Regions from separate parts of the Mus musculus genome. Here regions 1, 2 and 3 are each linked to region 4. Evidence: chromatin contacts called from public promoter capture Hi-C data. All regions are on one chromosome and are shown on one strand. The core of a region is the stretch at or near the end of the contact, and the rest is flanking DNA. Distances in the headings are between cores, read along the strand shown. Region 1 holds the start of Abraxas1 (BRCA1 A complex subunit). Region 2 holds the start of Tmem150c (transmembrane protein 150C). Region 3 overlaps Gm36793 (predicted gene, 36793). Region 4 holds the start of Lin54 (lin-54 homolog (C. elegans)).

What was found. Promoter capture Hi-C pulls out the DNA fragments that hold promoters and counts their contacts. Capture Hi-C pulls out chosen DNA fragments and counts their contacts.
Region 1: a contact with region 4 is called in a promoter capture Hi-C map of adipose tissue. The contact joins the promoter of Abraxas1 here to the promoter of Lin54 in region 4. A contact is called at or near these places in 8 of 39 promoter capture datasets (the C10 cell line, the HPC-7 cell line, cranial neural crest and 4 more), 2 of 484 Hi-C or Micro-C datasets (cerebral cortex and embryonic stem cells), 5 of 115 datasets of contacts at active chromatin or transcription factors (bone marrow-derived macrophages, effector CD8 T cells, large pre-B cells and 2 more) and 2 of 9 other capture datasets (adipose tissue and liver).
Region 2: a promoter capture Hi-C map of adipose tissue shows a contact between it and region 4. The contact joins the promoter of Tmem150c here to the promoter of Lin54 in region 4.
Region 3: a contact with region 4 is called in a promoter capture Hi-C map of pre-B cells, with 3 times the contacts expected there. The contact joins the enhancer-like site here to the promoter of Lin54 in region 4. A contact is called at or near these places in 3 of 39 promoter capture datasets (the 3T3-L1 cell line, the C10 cell line and pre-B cells) and 1 of 484 Hi-C or Micro-C datasets (B cells).

What each region holds. Positions count from the first base shown.
Region 1 is chr5:100,818,566-100,823,204 of GRCm38.p6, reverse strand. Abraxas1 (BRCA1 A complex subunit) reads left to right here and starts at 2,270. Exons shown (of 9, transcript NM_172405.3): 1 at 2,270-2,374; 2 at 4,598-4,639. The coding sequence starts at 2,288.
Region 2 is chr5:100,157,230-100,162,182 of GRCm38.p6, reverse strand. Tmem150c (transmembrane protein 150C) reads left to right here and starts at 2,902. Exons shown (of 8, transcript NM_001382851.1): 1 at 2,902-2,964.
Region 3 is chr5:100,906,389-100,911,352 of GRCm38.p6, reverse strand. It overlaps Gm36793 (predicted gene, 36793), which reads left to right. Exons shown (of 3, transcript NR_168093.1): 3 at 962-1,353. Among named protein-coding and RNA genes, the nearest start is that of Gm36740, 4.3 kb to the left of the region's middle. Within about 2 kb of position 1,427, at least 20 of the 459 cell types and tissues checked have an H3K27ac peak or open chromatin away from gene starts, as enhancers often do. A contact at or near this core is called in pre-B cells, where this site is marked.
Region 4 is chr5:100,496,902-100,502,008 of GRCm38.p6, reverse strand. Lin54 (lin-54 homolog (C. elegans)) reads left to right here and starts at 1,370. Exons shown (of 13, transcript NM_172714.4): 1 at 1,370-1,508.

The sequences.
Region 1 (4,639 bases), core at 1,021-3,520, 320 kb before region 4:
AGTTATATGTTAAGTTTTAACTACTGTGCTTAAGAGATCTATAAAACAAAAAACGCCTCTAACCTGTAAGCCCCACTTGCCCAAGGGCAGCCAGCTTCCTGGAATGCTGGGGGCTGCGGTTCAAGTAAGATAACAAGCCAGGTGTTTTCACTTCTGTGAAGAAGGTTGGTTGCTCCAGCTGCACAGGAAGTGCTTGGTCACATGCATGATAGAGAGGTATGTAGGCAGGAAGTATGTCCGGATATGATTGCTGTTGATTGGATGAACGTGGGAATACGGAGTCTTGTGGGGTTTACAGCCATTCTCTGGGCATCCAAGGTATGGAACTGGCCGGTGTCCATCATCCTGACCAGTATCTAATAAAGCCTGCTTTACATTTTGCTCAAAAATTGTGGTACTAGTCTTATTTTCACCTGGTAGGATTAACACTTCTTCTTACTGCTTTGTATACCATTGTACGGTCACAACATGGTGATGTAGTTTTCAGACAGCAATAGGGTCTAGTGAGGGTGTTATCCCAGAACACAGCTGTGATGGTCTCAAAGATATGCCCACACAGTCTAGAAATCTGAATAGTTTCTGGTTGGTGGCACCATTTGGATAGGTTCAGGAGGTGTGGTCTTGCTGAAGGAGTCACTGGGGGCAGGCTTTGAGAATTAAAAGACTTGTGCCAATTTTAGTTTGCTCTCTCTGCATCTTTCTCGAGGTTCAGGGTGTCCTCTGCTTGCTGTACCATGCCTGCCTGCTGCTTGCCAGGCTCCCTGCTGTGACGGTGATGGGCTCCTATCCCTCTGGATGTGTAAGCCCAAATAAACCGTCCCTTCCGTAAGGTTCCTTGGTCATGGTGGTTTATCACAGCAACAGAAAAGCAATTAATATTCAGCAGAAATGTCACCACACCCAAGGTCATCTGCTCCATACTTAAAAGCTAATATTCAGAGAATGAGAGTTGGTGGAAGGAAATCGGGTTTATTCAAGACTTTGTATTCTGAGATGTGGGAAACTATTTCTCCCCTCAAACTTGCATATTAGGGAACTCGGGTACATGAGAACTCCTTCACAAGGGGGGGGGAGGTGCCGAGGTCAAAGGGTGGGAAATGTACGTGCTGGGTAGGATCTTTGTCATCTAGGACTGTTGTCTTTATTCTCCTGTCACAACCAGCCTTGAACTCTGGTGGCTAGCTCATGTAATGAAAACTAAATACCATGGGCCTTTACATGTATTATGTATAATTATATATGTGATACATATGATAGTACCACGGAATATATATTAATACATACACATTCTATAATACATATGTATTATACATATGTTTTTCTTTTTTTTCTTTTTTTTTTTTTTTTTTTTGGTTTTTTGAGACAGGGTTTCTCTGTGTAGCCCTGGCTGTCCTGGAACTCACTGTAGACCAGGCTGGCCTTGAACTCAGAAATCCGCCTGCCTCTGCCTCCCGAGTGCTGGGATTAAAGGCGTGGGCCACCACCGCCCGGCACTATACATATGTATTCTATAAATTCTCCTTTCCTAGGGGGAGGAGAACTCCACAAGCTATTAGTGACCACAGAGTGGAGCTGTGACTTCTTCCATGTTGCCACTGACAAGCTAATCCTGGCTATTGCACAACAAAACTGAGACATGCAATACTAATGCAATTCAGGAGCATGCCACTTTGCCAAGTTTCAATTATTTAAAAACCATCGGCTTTTTAAATTGTGTATGACACGTGTGAAATACATGTCAATCCCTCACCTTCTCACTTACTTTAGTCATATCAAATGATCCAACACAATATGTTCGTGCTTATCATTGAACTTTCACAATGTTATAAACATACATAGTCTTTAAACTAGACTCAGTTCATAACTTTATAATTGCAAGCAAACAAACCAAAGAATCAAATACACACAGACAGAATAACGCAACACAGCGGGAATACTCTAGAGAAGATAATTCCCACCCACCACTGGTTATTGATCTTCCATAAGTTCCAATAGATGAAGGGCAGTGGAAACCCCAAAAAGACATATCCGTGGTATTAAAATATTGCTAAGCGATTCTTATTTTTACAACCATTAGTAGCCTTAAACTATGCATAAACAGTGTTTTCCATGCATGCTGCAGGTGTCTCAGCCAAGCTGATGAAAGAAGCACCCTACCCGGCTAGAGGACACCGCGCTCCCTACAACCCGCGTCTCCCGGTGCGCAGGCTCAAGCCCCGCCCCTACGCTCCAGCCTCCCGTCATGCTCCGCGATAGTGGCTGTGGCGGCAGCGACCGAGGCGGCAGTATGGAGGGCGAGAGCACGTTGGGGGTGCTGTCTGGCTTCGTGCTCGGCGCGCTCACTTTCCATCATCTCAACACAGACTCAGACACGGTGAGCCGGGCGCGGCTGCCGACCCCGCCCGCAGTCCCCGCTCGCTCCGTGGGTTCGCGGAGCAGGGCGCCCTCCCGGGCTCTCATCCGGGCCCTTTTTCTCTGCTCGCCCTTGGGCTTGGAGGAAAGTTCCCCGGGGCCTCCGGCTCGGCGACGAAAGTCGGGCAGCTTACCTGCCTCGCTACCCTGCTGTGCGAAGGATCCCGGCGCCGGGTCCTACTCGCAGCGCGTGAGCGTCGCGAGGCTCGGGAGGACGAGCAGGGGCGAGCCAGACCCCGCACCCAGCCGCAAGGGGCTGGCTAGTTGTAGGGCTACCCTGGCATGAGGCTGTAAGATCCGGCTATTTCTGTGCTACTTTCCGTTACAAACGCACCTTGTCCAGGATCAGATGTGTAAATGCATTTTTAAGCCTTTGCCTCCTTTCGAAGCCCGTGAGTGACATTGAAAACAAATTTTAAGGCTTTTTTTTTTTTTTTTGGTAGATTAAAAACTTACCGTAAAACTTTGAGGTCTGGCAGTAGCATCTTGTATTAAGTTCTTAGTAACATAAAGAAAGAAACTAGAAACATCTAAAATGAGTTTGGGGTCTGCACGAATACAGTGCAGAGAGCACCATACTGAACAGTGTGGAGTAAGGTATTTGAACTGTTGAGTCCTTCGCTTTAAGTGTCAGATCTGCGTTGCCTAAATTGCTTCTCAGCACAGTCCCAGTGATAGGAGTGTACAATGATTTTGATGTGCAGTACATCAAAATACCAGGGGGAAACAAATGACATCTTTGAATGCGCGAGGTACTCACCGGGCAGCACATAATGGGATGATACATTAGCATGGCTCTACGGGAGGATGATACACAAACTTCATACTAAACACAAACACGTGTGTGTGTGTATCTGTGGGACTTATTTTAGAAGATGTTTAGCGTGAACATAAGTAAACTGCCCTAAGTCTGTAGTTTATAGGATTAGCCCTTGTACACTACATCTTGGTGTTTGACCCTAGTTTCTCAGATATTTTAACTTTTGTTTGTTTGTTTGAAGAGTCATTTACTGAGCATCTGTGGATCACACATGGGCAGTGCCCAAGTAGACCAGAAGAGGGCATAACATCCCCTGGAACTTAATGGGAGATAAAGATGTGGGCGCTGAGAACTAAATCCTGTTCTTTTGCAAGAGCAGCCACTGCTCTTAATGACTGAATCGTCCCTCCAGCTCAACTAAAGTTTTTAGAGTTGGTTTCTGAATAATTGTACTTAGAATTGACTGGTACTTTTCCTAGTTTTTAACATTGGGAGTATCAAAATCAAGAACATTTGCAATTGCAGATTTTTACCCACTTGATTCTGTTAAAAGACTGGGACATTCCTATGTTTGTTTGGTTGGTCGTTCGATTATTTTGATGAAATGGAGGCAGGGCATTATAAACCAATTTTAATGAATAGAAGAGTTCACTTGATCTTTAAATGCACCCAAAGAAAAAACTTGAGTCACTGAAATGAGAAAACAAAACAAAAACTCAAAAGGCTGCCTGTATTTTAAAAGAAAACAGGCACACAGTAGACCCACTGGGAAGCAGATGTAACTGAATTACAAATCTTTATTTTTTTTTAATAATTTTTAGACAGATTTACATCTGAAAACATTGATCACTTTAGCATTCCATAGCTAAGAAACCTCCACTGACACTCAGAAATATGTGTAAAATCCAGACTTGGGCTGCTCATTTGGATTATCTTGTGGGACTTTACCCTCTTGTTACAACTGTCCACAGAAGCCTTGCGCTTCAAGACAAACTGCTCAGCTGAGCTCTTAAACAGACTTAAAACTTTTATGCATTTGAGTTAGGGGTGCTTCACTCTCTGCCTTCCCAAACTATTACCAAGCCCTTTAAAGTCAGTTCTACTCAGCCTGGCGTGGTGGCGCTCGCCTTTAATCCCAGCACTTGGGAGGCAGAAGGCAGGCGAATTTCTGAGTTCAAGGCCAGCCTGGTCTACAAAGTGAGTTCCAGGACAGCCAGAGCTACACAGAGAAACCCTGTCTCAAAACAAACAAACAAACAAATCAGTTCCACTCTGTCTCCCTCTCAGCCTTTCCCAGTTACCCATGTGCCCACTACCTATAACACATTTGTATATTGTGAAATTCTGAGAAGATATGATTAGGAGATAGAATATTGACCCTAGCCAGTGTGTTTCATATACTGCTTCTTTTGTTTACTCTCATAGGAAGGTTTTCTCCTCGGTGAAATGAAAGGTGAAGCCAAGAAT
Region 2 (4,953 bases), core at 1,653-4,152, 340 kb after region 4:
CCATCACAGCCTGGAGCCTTTCCTACCTCCTACCTCTATCAGAGCACAGTATTTGTGCTGCCCACACTGGGGTGGGCTTTGTTTCTAGTAATGCAACTGTCTTTGAGTGATTCTAGCTCTTGGAGTCGTCCCTCGTTCATGCTCTGTATGGAAGTCCAATCAACTCCCTGCTTTACCAAGTGCAATCCTTCCTTCAGCCTGCTGGTGGTAAACATGTTTATTCTCTGAGAAAAAGCCTCACAACTGCACATCAGGGTTGTATTAGTTTTCTCCTTATTGCAAACAAAACAAAACAAAAACCTGCAAAGCAGCTTAAGGAGGGATGGATTTACTTTGCCTTACAGTTCCAGGGTAGAGCCCATGGTGGTGAGACGTGTCAGCAGAAACCTGAGGTAGACGGCACATTGTATCCGAAGTCAGGAAGTAGAGAGAGATGGATGAGACACCCAGCTTTCATTCAGTTCATAAACCAGAGCCACCTAAGTTCAACTAACTTAACCTAAATAATCCCTACAGACATTCCTGGAGGCTAACCTAGAAAATCTCTAGGTTATGCCCAGAAGTTGGTCTCGGAGATGAGTCTAGATTCTTTGAGTTGACAATCAATATTGACCATGACATGAACCTCTCCAAAAGACAGATGCCAAGCTGCCAATAATCCCACCACTCAGGAGGTGGGGGCAGGGATGTAAGGCCAGCCTTGCTATAGAACAGAGTGAGTTCTAGCCCAGCTGAGGCTACATGAGACTTTGTCTCAAACACCCCACGCCCAACACACACACACACCACATACAAACACACAAACCACCACCACCATCACCCACATGCAAACACACACACACACACAAACACACACACTGACTCCAGGGAGCTAGGATGGGCCTTTGTGCTTCTTTTTAAGTTCCATGGGTGGGTCTCATATGCAAATTAAAAGGAACCACTTTGGCTGGATCTAGATGATATAAAACAGGAGTCTGTGAATGTAGGTCAGTGGTAGAGTGTCTGCCTAGCAAGCCCTGAGCACAACCCCCATCGCACAAATGTACACATGTACCCATGCACATGTGCACACACACAGAAGAATAAACTAGAGGGGCTGGAGAGAAGGCTCAGTCGCTAAGGGCCTGCACTGCTCTAGAAAACGACCTAAGTTCAGTCCCCAGCACCCATATCAGGTGGATCACAACCCGCCATGCCTCCAGTTCTGGGGCTGGGGGTTTATGGATGCCTCTGGGTTCCAAAGGCTGCTGCACTCACATGCACAGGCACTCTAATAGACACGTAATTAAAAATAAATGGCTTTTAAAAGAATGAATCAGAAAAAAAAATGTCTAGCTAGAGGACTCTTCCAGTCAACTTAAAAAGAAGTGAGCGAGCGACAGAAGTAGATCGGGTTGAGCACCCCTGGAACCTCAGCGCCTGGGAGGCTGAAGCGGGAGAAACTCTCGGGGATTCTCTACCTACTCTCCCACGGTCAGCTTACTCTTTTCCTCTCCTTTCTTGGTCAGGTAGTCATAAAAATGTACGAATTGGCGTTTTAATAACGCCTCCCACCCCAGGCCCCAAACTCCCAATAATGTTGTGTTCATAACTCTTAGCAGCAGCAGCAGCAGCAAGGATCAGTGGTACCCCACCCCCACCCCATGCATACCAGATTAACTCATGGTTCCAATGCAGTCTTAATAGCCAGCCTGGGCATCCCATAAGGGGACAAGAAGTAGGAGTATAATCCTCAGACTGGGGCTCAGGCTGGGCCTCAAGCAATTTTTAACCTCACAGGCCACCTGGAGAGTCTGAAAAAAACAAAGTTAACTCTCTTCAGAAAACGCCCCTCACCACTCAGCACGTGCTTTCAGGGGGTTCTATACTAGAATTAACTTTTGAATTAACTTAATTGAATAAATCAAAGTCCCATTCCTTAATATATGGTAAACAGAAAGCCGTAAGACCTCAAGAATCGAACGGTCTAGTAGTCAAAACAGAACAGTGGCCAGAAATCAACACATGCGTAGATAATGACAAGCGCCATGGAGAAGAGAGCATTCTAGAAGCCAGTGGCAGAGATTTTGTATAGGTTGAGTTGAGGAGGGAGCTTAGAAACTTAGAAACTTGTGCTTTGAGAGGCAATGGTTTTAAGTAGATGGGTGTGGTGGATTGATCCAGGCGACCCTACCAGGCATAGCAGGCCAGTCAAGTAAGTTAATGAAGAATTTAAGATTAACATGACTCTGGGCTGTGCTGCTTAGGGGTCAGTGCAGTGACAAAAGTTGGGGTCTGGGGTGGGGCTGCTACTAAAATGCTGAGTAGTGTCTTATGAACATACACACACACACACACACACACAGGGGAAATGAGCAAGTTTGGCTGTAGGGGAGCGGCCTTGAAGTCCTCCGTCCATTATCAGGGTCAGAAGTTAGCCCTGTGTCTGCTCAGTAAGATGAAAGAAAACCACGGGAGGGCAGCGGGTGGTGGAGAACTACGCTGGGCTCGTGGGCCTGAAAGTGAATTTTAGCTGCTGTATGCAAAGTCCTTGGTGTGTGGACAGAAGGGAGCCGGTAAGAAGGTTACAACAGGTCAGGAATAAATAACCAGCAGGCGGAGGATCCCGGATCCCGTCCTGCCTTTTGTTGGGTGAGGAGCGCCAGGCAAGCGCGTCCACCTTGGCTTAGGAAGGAGGCGATTGGACCGTCCGCCCGCAGCCGCAGCCCCGGGTGACGGTGAGGGAACCGGGGACGGGGGGGGGGAGGGGGGGAGGTACAAGACGGGACCTCAGAGCTCTGCTGTCCACCCGAAGCCCCGCGACGGGGACCCCGGAGTAAGTCGGGGACGGGCCGCGTTGCGGCGGGAGGGGGCGGGCGGGCAGATCCCACCCCTTCCTGAAGGAAGCGCCCTCCCCACCGCGACTGCCACCGCCGCCGCTGCCGCCGCAGGTCACGGCCCGCGAGCCGCCGCCGCCCGGAGCAGGTAGGCGCGGCGCCCTCATCCGCCCCTGGCCCCTGATGCCCTGCTCGTCCTGCTCCCGACCCAGCGAGGACCCCACCCGGGCGGCCGCGGTGCCTCCCCAGCCCCCGGGCGCGTACTCCCGAGCCCGAGGCGGGCGGTGCAGCTCCGCGGCGCGCCCGTCCCGCTCGCCGCCGCCGCAGTGTCGCCTGCGGCCCCCCGCCCCGCCCAGTGACAGGTGTCCCACCACCGCGGGTGGGGTCCGGGGAGGAGCGGCGGAGCCCAGCCTGCCGGCCCCGGCGCTAACTTGCGGTGCCCTGAGCGCAGCCCCGCGGCCGCCCTACTGGGCGCGCGTTCCTGGGAAGAATCCAGGATTTCGGGCTTAACCAGGGGGAGTGCGGGGGTGGGGTACGGGTCGCGGTGCACGAGGCGCTATGGTTATCCACGGTCATAATAATTTTCAAAAGTCGACATTCTTGGGTTATGGAGAGAGCCTTCGCTGAGTGGTTTTCCCCCTCCTTAAATGAATCAAAGAGGGAATAAGGGGTTTCCCAGTTGAAATTCATGTTCCTTCCTCCCCACCCGCCCTCCATTCATCCCTCTCTGTCCACCCCTGACCCCCATGGCACTTTATTATACCCTAAGCACTTTGCTGGTCTTTTGGTCGCGGTTTTTCCGACCAGATCTTTCAGGGCTGAGCCAGGGTGGTGATTGCCAACGTGAGAACAGAGCCCAGGTGAATGGAAGCCAGCCAACCCCCCTGGGCGATCCCAGGCTGACCTCCGACATACATGGTCCTGATAGGGAACCGAAATGCACGGATGCATTTAAAAGGCAAGACAGAATAAAGCACTTCTTAGATCTATTACAGTAACACCGCCGAAAGGGCGATATTAGTTTCTGCTTCTTCAATTCTCTGCTTGAATCGAAGACAGATTTTAATAATGCACGACTGTAACTCCATTCTGGGCTGCAGTTAATAAAAAGGGTAGGCGAATGTGAGTGTATGAAGTCCATGGTAGCAGTTAGTAAGCTGACCCACATAAAATGTCCCGTGTTGAGGGTAGACCGTTAGGCGCATACACGTTAATAGATGCAAAATGAATAATTTTACAATCTCAACTTGGGGCAGATACCTAACTTTTTCTTACACATGTCCTGGAGAAAACCCTGCTTCCAAAGTAACCATAGCTGTGCACGAGCTCTCTCTCTCCCCCTCTCTTGGCCTCCTTCTCCCTCTCCCTCTGCTCCTCCCCACCTTTTCTCTGTCTCTGTCTCCCTCCCTCCCTCCCCACTCACCCCACTACTGACCCACCTGAGGCAAGGTCTCTCTATTATGTAGCTCTGGCTGTCCTGGAACTTTCTATATAGACCAGGCTGGCCTGGAATTCGCAGAGATCCACCTGCCTCTGCCTCTGAGTACTGGGATTAAAGGCACGCACCACCATGCCCAGCAACTGTCATCTCTTAATGAACTAGAAGTGTGAATTTAATTTTCTTGGCATAAGCATGGGGATTTTAATGGTTTGCCCTTGATGTACAAATTACTTAAATGTTTTTTGCAAGCCTCCCAAGTTGGAAGCTGACAAACTGGATATAGTAAATAAAAGGGTAAGGAAGTTTTGCTAGCATTAGTAATAATTGACAGATGTTATGACACTGGTCAAACATAAAGAGTTTGGGGGGAAAATGCATGCTTATTGCGATCTGCAGGTTAACTGAATAAAGTCTGTTTGGTTTACTTAAATTTGCATTATAATATCTTGATAGCGATTTCTTAATCTGTGTTTCTTGTCCAATGCTTTTCGAGGGAGGTCGGTTGCTTTAAAGGGTCATCGTTTTTTCATGGACACAGCAATACTGTCAGTTGGCCTTTGTTACAGCCTGCTGTCACCTTGCTCAGTCACCTTGCAAGAATTCTGTGTTCAGTTGTGCTATTCTTGGTTTCCCTGTGGCCAGTACCTCTTTGGTTCATGGTCAGGTGAGCAACATTCTGGAGACCTGAGGGAGCGA
Region 3 (4,964 bases), core at 178-2,677, 410 kb before region 4:
AAGTTGAGAAGTGGGTCGAGACAGAGACGGGGGGGGGGGGGGAAGCCCCCTATTTTACCAAGCCAGGCCTACCTGGCTGTTGCCAGGTAACTGTTGGGCAGGGCATAGAAGGAACACTAACACCTTCATGCATACCTAAGGCTCTGCCCCTATTCGAGCACAGCACCTAGGCTACAGCCAACCAACCCATCACAAGAAGGAGCCAGGGCTCAAAACCCTCACTCACCCATTTGGAGCCTGGTCTCATCCTCTAGTTCATGGGCTGGAAACAGCTAAGCAAGAGGAGAGAGAGAACACAAGATTGCCAGCAGACAACCTGAGTTTGCCAACGCTGGGATAGTCGGAGCACTCGAATAGGAAAATATTTCTGTCTTGCGCAGAAAACATTTTTCCCCAAATGACCAAAGAATGCATGCATATGTGAATGAGCATCTGTAGGGTTCTTGCTCAGAAAGATAGCATTATAGGGCAGGTGACTGATCCAAAACTTACATTGATCTGTTACCACAAGACACGCTCCCTAAAGTTCACCCATAAACTGCAGAACAAAATCTTCTGTACCAGAAAGTATTGCAACATGTAAGAAAACTAACTCATCTTTGGCTCACTCCATAGGAGAGAACTTGTGCCTGGTATGATAAACACAGTCAAAACTCCATGACAGTTTAGGTCCTAGGGGAGAAACTACAGTAGCAAAATGCTGCTGCCTCCTCCTCCTCCTCCACTTCCTCCTCCTCCTCCTCCTCTTCCTCCTCCTCCTCCTCCTCCTTCTCCTTTCATATATGAGTACACTGTAGCTGTCTTCAGACACACCAGAAGAGGGCATCAGATCCCATTACAGATGGTTGTGACCACCATGTGGTTGCTGGGAATTGAGCTCAGGACTTTGGAAAGACTGCTCTTAAAGCCAACTCGCCAGCCCAGCCAACTGGCTTCTAAATATCTGTGTACACTCTCACAGACAAAGGCTGCCGGGCCATAATCAGAGAAGCCTTGCTTTACGATGAACAGAGGTGAAAGCAGAGACACAGGGCTGCACAGGATCCCGAGAGTGAGTGACTGACAGCTGATGGATCAGCCCTGGACAAGAGATTTCCACCAACCTCTTATGGCCCAGAGACTGTATTCTCTTAGTAGAATGGAAAGTTTGGCTTAAGGACTTGACTTACTCATAGTCCGTGAAACTGAATTTCCTTTTAGTGATGTAATGAACTATTTGACAAGATCACGTCAAAAAATGGCATCAGTTCTGGGAACCAAGCGCTTCTTGCTCTAAAACACATCTAAGAATAATCCACAGAGATACTTGAAATAAGTCTATTCTTTAAAAAAAAAAATCTAATTTGGACATCACTTCAGTGAGCGTTGTGCCTTTCTTAGTCGAGTGACTTTTGCTGCCGAGAGACACATGACTGCAGCTCAGGACGACCTCCGCAAGTGTTTAAAATAGCAAGCCGGAACGAACAGAGCAGAGGAACCTGAGCCAGGCATGCGCTGAAGGAGTCACTATAAATAGGAGAGAGAGAATGGAGGGAAAAGGTTGAAGGCACGGCCAAAATGCTTCTATTTAATCCAGACCAGCTCCCAGGGCACAGTGAGGAAACGGGCTCTTTCCTTCATCACTTTAAAATACTCATCTTATGTATTAGCATGGCTGCGTGTGAATGGACGCATGCGCACAGAGGCTGGACTCTAGAAATGAATTCTGGCTTGTTACGGGATGCTAGGATCAAGCTCCCATCCTCAGGACTGAGAAGCAAGCAGTTTTACCCACTGACCCATCTCTCCAGACCCTTGTTTCTTACATCATCTTTATTTAAGGCCACCATAGCTCATTCCTCCTCGATTCTGGGTGGTTCTATAAAGTTGAATTCCCTCCTGAAACATGCACCGCTAGCATCCCCACCTTCTTATGCTCCCCTGGAAGGAGAAAAATGTCACCGCAGAACCTCTGTTTCCTGGAACAAAAAGTCGCTGTGAGTTTCTGTTCAAGTGAGTTATCCCTTTTAGGTTCAGATGTGAGAAGCGATGTGTCCCATAGCAGGCTAAGCACTCCGAGCTCAGACAGACGTGTGTTTGGTGCTGAATGTAGAAATTTCCCTCTGGCTGCAAGGCTGTGAGGCAGCAGTGGGAAATATTCAGGGCCTCAGAATTTTTATTGCTGTCTGTCATCTCTCATAGAAAGGGGGTGGGGAGGTAGACTTTGGAAAGTCTTGCTCCAGGCCCTATGGGTTTTCAGAGACTCTCCTTGGCTCTCTGCCCTGCACTGAGCAGAGACGGTGCACTGAACAGCTGCCAGAGAAGCGGGGCGCACCACAGCAGCCCTCGCTGTCCCGCCATTACCCACGCGTTATTCTCAGCATCAGAGAGGAAACTTCCAGAAGCATCCAGGTACAATTGCCTGTCTAGAGTCTGGTTTGATTCAGTTAATATTTAATCTAGTGCGAGGGTTAAAGTTATGCTTTAAGTTTTAATTACCGTGATTAAGAGATCCATAAAACGAAAATGCCTCTAACCTGTAAACTCCACTTGCCCAAGGACAGTTAACTTTCTGGAATGCCAGGGGGCATTTTTATCTACCATGTTGTTCATGGTAGATAACAAGCCAGGTGTTTTCACTTTTGTAAACAACGGTGGTTGCCCCAACTGCACAGGATTCCCTTTATCACAGATAGGCGGGTGGTACAAAGCAGGAAGTACGTTAGGATGCATGCTGGCCCCTGATAGGACGAAGGTGGGAAGTACGCAAACTTGAGGGTTTTGCCTTTATAAACACCAGACTAAAGTATTTGGCAGCCATTTCCTTGGAATTCCAGGTAAGGACCTAACCAGTATCCATTGTCCTGGCCAGTATTTAATAAAATTTGCTTCAAATTTGGCTCAAAAAAAATGTGGTAATGGTCCTTTTCTCACCCAGTGGGATTGACACTAGCTTAATAGTTTTATTTTTTTTTAAAGATTTATTTACTTATTTACGCATATGAGTACATGTATGTAGCTGTCTTCAGACACACCAGAAGAGGGCATCAGATCCCATTACAGATGGTTGTGAGCCACTATGTGGTTGCTGGGAACTGAACTCATGACCTCTGGAAGAGCAGTTGGTGCTCTTAACCACTGAGCTATCTCTCCAGCCCAGCTTAATGGTTTTATATTTCCCAAAAGTTACTCCAAGTGAGATATTTACATTTTTTAAATGTTCAACAAAATCTGTAGTAGGTGTTTTGTGTTTTGTGTTTTAAAGATAAGACTGGGTCCCACAATTTAGCAAGGAAATCCTACAAATTAAAGTCCCTGCTTTAAGGTTGGGTTTAATCTTTGTTTTGTAGAGCTCTTGGGCTTTCTATTGTACAGCAGAGAATCAAAGGAGTTACAGAGCATGTGAATAGGCACAGGGCATTTCAAGCCCTATCCCCAGTCCATCTGAAGTACTGTAGTATCTAAATCAGGTCTGTGGTATGTCTCTAAAACCCCAGCGGTTGGGAAGGAGGCAGCTTCACCAGGAGTTCACAGTCTCTCTCTCTCAGGTATGCACTGAGCTAGGGAACAGCCTACGATGCAGAAGACCCTGTCCAAAAGGATGAGAGTGGGGGCAGGAATCATGTTCTGGAGTTTTATGGAGGATTACATCTTGTAGGAAAGAACTCTACAGCAAATCAGAAAGGAAAAGTATGTCCGGAAGAAGAAAAGTCAAGGAGTACAGGAGTATGACAGTTAATATTAACAGGATCTAGAATCACTCAAGAAACAGAGCTCTGGGTGTGTTGATGAAGGATTTTCAAGACGCAATTAGTTGAGGTGAAAGGGCCTGCCCGAACTCTAAGCACCATTTAATTTATTTGTCTGTGGTCCCAACCTGTGATGGCTGCTCTTATGTCAGTTTGGCACACAAAAATGGTTATCTGAAAGGAGAGAACCTTAGTTGAGAAAATGCCTCTATAAGATCCAGCTGTGAGCCATTTTTTTTAAATTACAGATTGATGGGGGAAGGACCCAGCCCATCATGGGTGGCTCCATCCCTAGATCTAGGTCCTAGGTTCTATAAGAAAGCAAGCTGAGCAAGCCATGGGGAGCAAGCCAGTAAGCAGCACCCTCCATGGCCTCTGCGTCATCTCCTGCCTCCAGGTCTGTACTCGCTCTGCTTTGGATGATGAACTGTTCTATGGAACTGTGAGTGAAATTAACCCTTGCCTCCCCAACGTTGCTTTGGTCCTGATGCTTCACCACAGCACTGGTAACCCTGACTAAGACTAAGTAAACCCTGACTAATACTAAGTAAACCCTGACTAATACTAAGTAAAAAGGAGAAAGCAAACCGAATGCAGGCCTTCATCTCCAGACTGTCTATACAATGTAACAGCTGCCTTACATTCCCGCAGCCAGGCCTCCTCAATAACGGATGATGGTACCTTCAAAGGAGAGCCAAAAGAAGCCCTCCATCCCTGACACTGCTTCTGTAGGGTATTTCTCTTCAATGCAGTGAGAAAAGTAAGTGGTGCCGGGTGTACAACACTCAAGCATGTGCATTGTGTGCACTAGACGTGTATCTTCACAAAACCATCTGCTTTAGGCTGATTTAATTTGCATCGCCCCATAGGTGTGAGTCCTCTTCTGTCTGGACTAAATGAGTGAGTGATTTGAATATACATGGAAACTCTGAGGCTGCTCTGGCTTCCAGTACTGAAGAATAAAGAATATCATACGGTGTCACCGGAAGGGGTCTCTTTTACTCTCCCCTTGCATCCATGTTGGCCTTGTTTCTGGAAAATGCTGTCCTGGTGGCAGTAAAGATCAGTCTCAGCATCTCTGGGCCATCACCCAGAGATACAGAAGAAACGAGAACCAAGACTCCACGTCTCCTTGGGAAAGAATCCTTGGGAAAGAATCTGCCTGAGGCACATGGATTGTGTTTCCAATCTTAGGCAAAAAAAAAAAAAAAAAAAAAAACACCTAATCAGCCAGCC
Region 4 (5,107 bases), core at 121-2,620:
AGAAGGAAACAGTGTGTGTGTGTGTATGTGTCTTACTGAAAGATGCAGGCTGAGTGCTGGGCTCAAACTCCCAATCTTCTTCTTGCTTCAGCCTTTAAAAAGCTAGAATATGGAGGTGGGCCACCCTGCCCAGCTAAAAGCTTTATTTTATTCTTGATTTTATATGAATTGTATTTATTTTTAAGATTTTATTTTCATGCATATCTGTGTATTTGTTTGTGCCCTCAGAGTCGTGAAGAGGATGTTGGATTCCCTGAAACTGGAGTTACAGGCCTTGTAAGTCACCTGGTGTGGGTGCTGGGAGCTGAACTTAGGTCCTTTATAGGAACGGTACCGGGTCCTAACCATGGTCCTAAGCACGGAGACATCTGTCCAGTTCCTTCTAAGAATTATAATATTCAGCACAGTTGTTGAGTGTTATATAATGCATCACTGGATACCACAGTTCTTATATTCACTAATGTAAAACTGTCATTCTCCACATACATTAAACGCTATGTCATGGTGTGAGTTGTTTTGACCAGATTGCTGACACTGATAAGATTGTACTAGTCATTTTAGTCGTTGTAAAAAATCCACAGTAAACCCGGAAATGTTGCCCTTATTCCTTAGGTCCTGTTTTGTAGTAGTGGTATCAGAACTGTGTCAGCTTGGTGGAAGGAACTCAGAATTTTTCTACCAAGGTGAGGTGTGGAGGTGGGGGTTATCTAAATTTGGGGCCTCAGTCTCTCTGCCTTTTTTCTTCTAGTGATGCCCCCACAGTACCCCCAGGAATACTTGGTTGGAAAGCGATACCTTTAACTTATCTCCCGCCTCCTTCGTGTGGTTCCCCAGGTAGTTTCACGTTGTAAGGCCTTTTTAAAATTTAATATATATTTTTTATTTCTTGGATTTATAAATATCCCAGGAAATGAGATGACTGAATGCAAAGAATCCATATGTATCAGTATAAGGTGTGTTGCAAGACAAATTATCAAAAACTCCCTTTCAAGGTAACTCTGCGTGCTCTCTCAGGAGCTTTTAGGAGCCCCTTGCAACGTTCACGTCTAAACCCCAACAGATTTATTAACATTTGAGAAAGGATGCGGACTCTCTCTTCACTCAGGCGCATCACCAAGCGGGGGCGCGCTGGAAACCGCACTGACCGAGGTTTAGTCACAAAGCCAGAAGCACGAACCCACTTGGAGTTCCCCGCCTTCCCTTTGACGGAGGCCCCAGGAGCAGTCACGTGGAACCCCAGAGCGCTCCCCCAGCCCTGCGCAAAGACGCGACTCGGGTTGCCAGGGGGCGGAGCAGGGGCGCGGAAGGGGCGGGGCTCGGGCCGCCGGCGGGGGCGGGGCGGCGCGCGGGCGGGGCGGGGCGGCCCGGCGTATTATGGGATGCGGCGGTGGAATGGCGCTGGGCGTGATTTTGAACAAACCCGGGTCTGTGTTTCGGAGGCGCCGCCGCCGCGGCTGCTGGGAGCCCGGGGAGCGCGGCGCGAGAAGGAGGCGGCGCCGCCGGCTCGGGTGAGTGTCAGCTCCGGAGACCCGGGCTGAGCGGCGGGGACCGGCGCCGGGCCCGCGCTCGGGGCGAGCGGCGCGCGGGCGGAGAGCGCGGCGGCGGCTCCGGGCAGCCGGGCGGTGGGCCGGTGGGCCGCGGCGGACCGAGGGTTGTCGGGGCGCGGCGCGAGCGGCGGGCGCCGGAGAGCGCGGCTGTCAGTCGGCGGGCCGGCGCCGCCCGCCCCGCGCTCGGGAGGAAGGGCTGGGCGGCTGTTGACAGGCTCTCGGCGCGGCCCGGGAAGCGGCTGCCGGCCCCGGGCTTCTGGGAACCTGTTTTGCTGCTGTGTCATTTCGTACCAGCGCCTCCTTTCGCTGCTGCCCGGCGCCGCGTTCTTCCTACGCCCCTTTGTATGGACTCTTCTGGGTGTGTGTCCGTTTCCCTCGCGAAGCCCACCAGCCAAATGTCATAGTGTCCCCGCGGTGCACGGGGGAAGGGAGCGGGCTGGGACTCAGCCTGGTCAAGCAACGGTAAACAACCATCCGAGTGCCGGTGGACCCGGCTGTTGGTGGGGAATAAAGTTGAAAGATGGAGAAACTGGGAACCCCTTCCACGCTCAGCCTCTAGCGGGCTCTCGGTAGAAACGCGCCGGGAGTGGGTGGGAGACAGCCCTTGACTAAGCCTGAGCCTGCTGACTTTTATATGGAGGTGTCATTCAAACAAGGTAGGGAAATGAAATGGCTTCTGCTTCTTCCTTATTCTTAGGGAAACTTAAGACAGTAGATTAGCCTTGTCCACAACCCTGAGATTCAGCTTGCTGGTTTCTGTTAGGTCTTTAAGAGCTTATAGTATGACTGAATGATAAAGAATAAAGCTTTTGAACTGGCAATTAGTAAGGCTTTCTGAAGTCAAACAGCTAACTTTTGGAGGATGCTGGTCCTATTAAGCCTTGCAGCTTATATGTTCTTAATTCCTTACATGATTAATTACTTCTATTCCCTCTTGGGTGCTTATTAGACTACACCATGAGAGGAACTGGAAGGGGGTGGGAGATGGATAGGTTGTTCCGGAATCTTGTTCTAAAGCAAGCTGTTTTTTTCCCCCCTCTGCATTGAACAAGTGTTATCAGCAGCAGATGGTTTTTAATTTGGAAACTTAGATCCTAAAGTCAGTTGGCAAAGGGTTCTAGCGAAGAGCTGGATTTTCTATATGTTAGAAGTTGATGGTTATGAATGATAATAGAGTTGAATCAGTAATTTAAATTTAGTAGTACCTGAGTATCTTAAACCAACGACAAATTGACATAATGTTGTTCATGGGCAAAAATGGTCAAAGTTGAGAGGAAAACAGTTCAGAACTTTATTCTTAAAAATGAAGGGGAGAGGAGACCAATGTCTGCATGATCAGCGCCTGTAATTTAAGGATGTCCGAGAAGTCAGGCATGCATATAGAAATAGCCATACTGTCAACATAGTCCTATGAGTGGAGTAGAATGCCAGCGTTGGTGAGTGACGTTAAAGCTCTCCAGTGACTCTGAAATATACGTGAAACATGGTCTACCATCTCTCTCAAGTGTGTTTCTGGAAATGAAAGTTTGAGGTTTTACTGTTCTTGTGTCAGATTCCACACGGCTTGCCTTCCTAACCAACATCCAGGCCTTGGAATCCCGCAGGTATCACGATTCCCCGTGGCGTTCCTGCGGGTCTCCCGGGTGCCGAGTGTTTGGTATTGGGATGTTGGGTCTGGCATGACCCGCCGGTGAGCCCTAGAACCTCTCCCTCCCCCCTGAGTGCGTTTGAAGGTTGGCGGGGCGGACGGGAGGTTTCCCCGGATATGTGGGTGTGCGCTGCTCCGGAGGGCGGGCCGGGGCGGGAGCAGGAGGAAGGGGGAGGTGACTGGCGGCGGTGGCGGCGGCGGCTGGGGCTCGGCTGTCGGGGGAAGCTGCTGAGCTGTGATGGTGATGACGAGGTGAAAATGGCGGATCTTTCGAAATACAATCCCGGCCTCTGACATACCAGAGGCGGCGGCCGCGGCGACATCGCCACCCCGGCTCCCTCCTGGGTCCCCGGGTACCCTATAGCGCTCCATTTCGTGCAAACTGGGAAAGGAAGCAGCTGGACAGAGCTACGGTGCACAGGCAAAACAAGCACTGCCCGGGCTCGAAATTGCCCGGGACCTCTGGAGCCCGCTCGGAGCCGGAGGGTGGAGAAAGCGGCAGCCTCTGGAGGTAGAGGAGAAGGGGGGTACCCGAGGGTTCTCTGTTTGCAGAGCTCATTTTTGGGAGTTGGGGGAGGAAATGCGTTGGGAATCTAGAATGACTTGTCCGGAGGAGTGCAAAGAATCTGTAGCCTTGTAATGACATCAACGTTTTGTTATTATTATTGTTGTTATTATTATTATTTTGACTATCGAGAGGACTGAGTTTGCTTATACCTAAGGCTGCTACAGAGGCCTAGAGGAACCGCTAGTACTTACCATGATTTCCTGATAGAATACTTAAAATACCCACTCAGTGGGGCTTGGCTGATGGTGTCCAGCAGTTAGGGAGTTGTGTTTCTTTGGGGAGGCACAACATTGGTATTTTCTTCTACATTTAATGTCGGTGACAGGACATAGTCTGGAACTTGTTGGGGTGTGGGTCCTCATCTATTTTTGAACATATGGACCAGTTTTGTGGTTATCAAAAATTTTTTATATGGCTTTGTCATCTTTGGGGTGGCACCTTTGATCCTGCCACTTGGCAAATAACAGTTGATACTGTAAATCATATTTTCTGTTCATTTTTAAATGGAATTTCTTCTATGTCCCCACCTAATTTCATGAATTCAGAGAATGAAGTTATGGGAGATTTTATAATAGGCTGTATACTACGAGTGAAATTCTGTTTGGGAGCACGGTTCTGCTTATGAATTTGCCTTCACTGTCAGAGATGTGATGATTGGATGAAAGCTTTGAGTGTATATAGCTGATAAAGACAATTAGAATCTGTTATGTGACAAATGTTGCTTCCTTGTTCAGGTACCTAGAGCACTGTTACTTACCTTCATTGTAAGACTTGAGTGACCTTATAATGGCCCCAGCTTACTTTAGTCATCTGATGATCCATACTGGTTTAGATTGTTATAGGGTCCTAGGTAGTCTCCCTGCATCCAACAGGAAAGGGTTACATGGTCTATACAATTTTATAAACTGGTTTGGGGCTCTTCTTTTTTCTTCACCTTTAGTGGTAGAAGGTTGGGTCAGTGACCTTGAATTATAAGAGTAAACAGAGGTTAATAGTTAAGAAATGCCTACTAGTAATATTTGCAACTAGCAATAAGTTTTCTTACTCGGGTTGTTTACACAGTGATACTATGTGTTTTATATATTACCATGTGGTATATTGTGATATACAGGACAAATATTTTGAATGTGTATATATAGTTCGAACTTTGGCTTTCACTTAAAACAACCATGAGAAGCCAAAGAATGTTTTACAGTAACTACCTGAGAGGTATTTAGAAGATTTAATTATTTATAATTTGAGGGGCCAGCCAGATGGCTCAGCAGGTAAGGCACTGGGCATACCAATAGTGATTCTCTCTAACTTATTTTTGGCAAGTGTGCTCCCAATAAATAAGCGAAAAAT